Linked DNA regions of Mus musculus: region 1 is linked to region 2. A link is a contact called in public promoter capture Hi-C data. All regions are on one chromosome and are shown on one strand. The core of a region is the stretch at or near the end of the contact, and the rest is flanking DNA. Distances in the headings are between cores, read along the strand shown. Region 1 holds the start of Ube4bos3 (ubiquitination factor E4B, opposite strand 3). Region 2 holds the start of Cenps (centromere protein S).

Evidence for each region. Capture Hi-C pulls out chosen DNA fragments and counts their contacts.
Region 1: a promoter capture Hi-C map of pancreatic islet shows a contact between it and region 2. The contact joins the promoter of Ube4bos3 here to the promoter of Cenps in region 2. A contact is called at or near these places in 8 of 39 promoter capture datasets (the 3T3-L1 cell line, the C10 cell line, the HPC-7 cell line and 4 more), 3 of 15 datasets of contacts at CTCF or cohesin (embryonic stem cells, large pre-B cells and pro-B cells), 52 of 484 Hi-C or Micro-C datasets (B cells, the C2C12 cell line, CD4 T cells and 28 more), 3 of 115 datasets of contacts at active chromatin or transcription factors (embryonic stem cells and memory CD8 T cells) and 4 of 9 other capture datasets (adipose tissue, embryonic stem cells, liver and 1 more).

Annotation. Positions count from the first base shown.
Region 1 is chr4:149,333,272-149,335,971 of GRCm38.p6, forward strand. It overlaps Ube4bos3 (ubiquitination factor E4B, opposite strand 3), which reads left to right and starts at 1,368. Exons shown (of 2, transcript NR_131918.1): 1 at 1,368-1,457; 2 at 1,961-2,641. Ube4b (ubiquitination factor E4B) reads right to left here. Exons shown (of 27, transcript NM_022022.3): 24 at 1,841-2,032.
Region 2 is chr4:149,136,329-149,139,028 of GRCm38.p6, forward strand. Cenps (centromere protein S) reads right to left here and starts at 1,272. Exons shown (of 5, transcript NM_027263.2): 1 at 1,148-1,272. The coding sequence starts at 1,195.

The DNA.
Region 1 (2,700 bases), core at 118-2,617, 200 kb after region 2:
TGTAGACCAGGCTGGCACTGAATTCAAAAGTCTGCCTGTCCCTTTCCCCCGAGCACTGCATTTTAAAGCTTCCATTTCTAAATAACCACACAGGCCTGCTTCCTCTGCATATCCCCGCTCCACTCCCCTGTCCACGCCTGGAACCCCAGCACTGGGGAGGCAGCCGGCCGGCTACACAGCGAGACAGTGTCCCAAACAGTAAGAAACAACAAGAAGCATCGATACATTAATAATTGTGCGATAAAGTTGTAGTTGAAAAGACAGTGTATGGGCTGGAAAGATGGCTCAGTGGTTAAGAGCACTGACTGCTCTTCCAAAGGTCCTGAGTTCAATTCCCGGAAACCACATGGTGGCTCACAACCATTCATAACAAGATCTGGCACCCTCTTCTGGGGTGTCTGAAGACAGCTACAGTATACTTACAAATAATAAATAAATCTTAAAAAAAAAAAAAAGGCAGTGTATGATCAACACATACCTGCGATTCTAGCACTTGGGAGGCTGACACTAAAGGATCCTGGGTTCAAGGCTAGCCTGTCTCAAAAAAAAAAAAAAAACCAAACCAAACCAAACTAAGAAAACAAGAGTATATATACAACTCTTGTGTTTTAACATTGCTCCTTTGAATTAGCTATAGGCAGTGACCTTTGGAGAGTTCTGAGGATGGGTAACATATGCTGTGCATACAAAGATAGTGACATGGGAAGCAATATACCACACTCTGAACATTTAGGGAGATGGTGAGAATATGGGTACAGGGTTTGACTGCCAGTCACACATTCTCCCTCTATACCATACTTTCTGAGCCTGGACACGCCACTAAGCTCCTCTGTGCCCTGTGTTCCTTACTTTAAAACAAAGGGTTTAGTAGAAGCTGTGCCATAGAATTCATGCTTATCAAATGAGTGGTCAGAGCGGTATACAGTAAACACGAAGCATTACTGTGCTGCAGAGCTGCCCAGATGTCAGGCATGGTAGCACACATCAATGTACTCAAGAGGAGAGTTTGAGATCAGGAGTTCAAAGGCTAGCCTAGTCTACACGAGACATTATGGCAAAAGACCTGGGAAGAAAGATGCTCAGAGACCATGGAGGGGAGGAACCCTTTCCTTTTTCTCTGCAAAAGTCTCCGGCTGGACTAAGGGTTGAGCCTAGAACTTTGCAAGTTCAGGTGCTCTACCGCTGAACTATACTCCTAGCTCAATTTTGTTTTCATGGATGGTCTCAGTTAAGTCCAGGTTAGCCTTGAACTTGTGACCAACCTGTTTCCAGCCCCCTGAGTATTTGGGATACAGGCTTGTGCCACCAGGACAGTCAACAGGATCCCCTTCTGTGACATCACAGAGGGAAGGCCTGTACTGGAGGCTGTGGTACATGAGCTGACCTGACCCCCAAGGCTCTTGGATAAAGGAGAGGAGGCAGGCGTTGGCTTGAAGGCCATGTATTCATGGCAGCTGGTAAGCAGGGCGCTTGGGAAGACCTGCAATTTCCTGACACAGCAAACAGAGTTTGGAAACAGAATCTGTTTGGGGGTCTGAGGGATTAGGGGGCCAGCTCTGCTCTATTCTCCCAAGGAAGCATCAGTTCTTCTCCTGGACCAGCTGTGGTCCTCGACTTCATGTTCACTGCATTAACAACTTCTGAAAACGAGACTTTAAAATTCCTGCTTTAACCTCTTTTGAGGTGTGGAGTACACACACACACACACACACACGCACAGGGTGGAGGGGGACGACAACACACACACGCACAAGGTCTGCTGTGAAGGTGCAGACCACAGATGCCAACCACACGGCTCAGTGCCAGGCCTCCTGATGAGATGGGCCTCCTCAGTGCTCACCTGGTCATCGGCGATGGCTTTAGCAAAGCGAGCACAGTCCAATTGTAAATAAATATCTGTCAGTTGGTCCAACAGCTTCTTTGGCTCAAAACCATACTTCTCTGGGTTTTCAACTTTCAGGTCCCGGCACTTGGGTCCGCAGAGCTGCTGCAGGTTAAAGTTCAGCATGGCTGCTAATCGGGGACCAAGCTCCTAGGAAATGAAGGACAACAGGACGGTCCAAGCTGCTGCAAAGTCCAGGCCCAGAAGCTCCTACCCCAGTGGGAATGGGCTGCTCAATCTGCAAAGCACCCCTGAATTGTGCTGAGCTGCAGCACAAAGCTAGAGAAAGCATTGGAATCAAACATCTCCCCCGCCATTGATCTGAAAACCCCTATAATGGAGTGGTCTGATTGCATAGAGATGAACGCCCACAGAAGTCTTCTGGAAAGAGACACTTTCTCTTAGAGCATCACTCCAAAGTCACTGAGAAGCAGGGAGAGGACAGAGGCCCTCGCTGTCCTGTCACTGTGGCTGGGAAGCCTCATGTCCACATTTCCCCATAAACTTCTCAAGTCCCCAACAGTCAGGCACGTGTTGTTCTAATCTACTTACTGAAGAGAGAGAAGACGGTGACATTTGTCAACGGCGTACGTCTTGCCACTGTGATGAATTAAACTGACAGAATATTAAGGACAAATAGCCCTCAAGAGTCGGCAGGCCAACAGTACCTGCTGCAGCTGGGACAAACATGGCTTCTGAGCTCAGAGACAGCTGCTGTAGACCAGACATTAAATACTGACCAGCAAAAAGATTCCTTAACTAATGAGGTCCTCATGCAGTGACTGGGTTCATACAAAAAAATCTCCTGAGCTTCCTGT
Region 2 (2,700 bases), core at 22-2,521:
CAGCCGATGGGACGCAGATACCTAAGGAAGCAACCCCCAACCCTGAGCTCACAATCATTCCCAGCTGAGATGGCAGCTCTGATTCATCAAACAACTGAATATTGGCTCTGACACCACCCCGTGCAGTAGTTATCCGTATTCCGACTTTGCAAAGGAGAAAACTATATTTGGGCCACGACTAACTGACTAGAGGACCCGAAATCACAACCGACGCCAGAGGGTGGGTTCTAGGGCAGCCTGCCAGGGGCTGACTCCGGGCTCTGCAGCATAGAATAGACAACGTTTCCCAGGTCCTAGTGAACTGCTCAGGTCTCACTATGTAAACCAGGCTAGCCTCAAGCTCACACACACCGCTCGCTCTGACTCCTGAAATTAAAGGCCTGAGCCCCACGCACTGTCCTCGCTTGTTCCTGAGACAGGGTCTCTCTAGGTACTTAACTGATCTAAAACTCGTAATCCTCCTGCCTCAGCCCCTGAATTAGTCTGTGTGTCTCTCCTGCATCTCTCTCACCCTCACACGCGCTATCCCCAGCCTCTTTTGTTGTTTTGTTTTGTTTTGTTGTTTTTGTTTTGTTTTGTTGTTTTTGTTTTGTTTTTCGAGACAGGGTTTCTCAGTGTAGCCTTAGCTGTCCTGGAACTCACTCTGTAGACCAATTGAGAGATGTGCCTGCCTCAGTCTGGGATTAAGGACTTGCGCCGCCACCACCGGGCGGGCCCTCCTTTAAGACAGGGCCTCCCGTAATCCCGGTTGGCCTCGAACTCGGTATATCGCTGAAAATGACTCTAAACTGGCTTCTGCCTCCACCCTAAGCCTCTCGCTTCCACACACACCCCGCTCCGTGCTGGGGTCACAGTCGTTCACCACCAAGCCCGGTAGGTGCGGTGCTGGGACTCGAACCCATAGATTCCCTCATGCTGGGCAAACGCTCCTCCAAGCCCCATCGTCTCTCTGTAGCGCCCACACCCGACCCTCACAGCGCCGGGACACCCGGACTCTGGCGAGCTGGACGCAGGCTCGGCGGACCGCACCCCCTCCTTGCAGCCGAGCGACGCATGCGCACACGCGGAGGCCGGCTAGGGACTCGGGGCCTTTCCCTCTCCCAGGACCTCACGTCCTGCCCTTGCTGGGACCCCATTTATTTTATACCTGCCGGTGAGAGAACTCCTGCGGCTCCTCAGCCTCCACCTCCTCCATCACTGCGGACAACCCCGGTCGGCGCGCCACTGTCGGCTCAGACTTTCCCGCGCTACCTCTGCGACGGGCGGCGCCGAGGGTCAAAGCGCGAAGCGCCTCCTTCCTGTCCCGCGCGCGCCCCCTGGCGACAGCTCGCGGAAGGGTCTTAGCGTTGGTGTGACCCGGGGTTCAAGCATCTGTAAGAACGTGCGTGAGATGGCTCACTGGTTAGCAGTCACTGAGAGCACCGGCCAGACGCACCACCCACATCAGGTGGCTCACTAAACACGTGTAATTCCATCTCTAAGGGACACAATGTTCTCTCTTGGTCTCTCTTGGTACCCGCATGCAGATGCACACACAAATACACACATATGCATAATAAATATATAAGTAAATAAAAGTGTTTAAGTAAAAAATATATATATGTTGGGCCTGGTGATGCACCCTTTTAATCCCAGCACTCTTGAGTCATAGGCCAGTGGATCTCTGTGAGTTCCAGACCAGCCAGGGCTACATAGTGAAACTTGCCTTAAAATTAAAAAACAAAACAAAACAAAAAAAGCAAGAGTGTATAGCCCACAATTAACAGATGATAAAGCACTTGGCTGGCAAGATAGCTTTGTGAAAGCCAGGCATGGTGGCACATGCCTTTAATCCTAGCACTTGGGAGGCAGAGGCAGGCGAATTTCTGAGTTCGAGGCCAGCCTGGTCTACAAAGTGAGTTCCAGGACAGCCAGAGCTATACAGAGAAACCCTGTCTCGGAAAGAAAGAAAGAGAAAGAAGAAAGAGAGAGAAGAAAGAGAGAGAAGAAAGAGAGAGAAAAAAGATCGTTTTGTGGGTCAAAACACATTGCCCTGCAAGCCTGGGGCCCTGAGGCCCTGAGTTTGATTCCCAGAACTGACTCCAGAAAGTTGTTTTCTTACATCCACTGTGTGCTCACACTCACACAAACCAATAGCCAGTTGATGTAAGTTATGGAAGGCAGCGCCTTCTATGGTGAACCATTCACACACACAACCTCGTGCAAGGAACCTTGGATTTTTATGGCTCTTCCACCAGCACCAAATCAGTGATCAGTGAGATCACTGCTCAAACGCTATCCCCTCAGAGCGAGTGGTTCACGTTACCAGGGACAAGAGTGGCTGCTTCTCCATTATGTCAAGCTATACAGCGAGAGGCTCTGAGGTGGCTCTGCAATAATAACAGCTGCCGTTCCTGCAGACCAGGATTTGGTTCATGGCACCCACATGGTGGTTCACACCTGTCTATGATTACTGTTTCCAGGAGTCAGTGCTCTCTTCTGATCTCCAAGAGCCCAATTCATGCACGCAGGCAAAACACTCAGACATTAAAAAAAGGATCTGTAGAGAGGTCTGCCTGGCCCCGAAATGGCTGTAGCCAATGCCTACCAGCTATTTCATATTATCGCTGTAATTTGCCTGCCAGTCATTGACACAGAAAAATAACTTGGGGCTGGAGAGATGACTCAGAGGTCAACCATCTGTAATGAGATCTGACACCC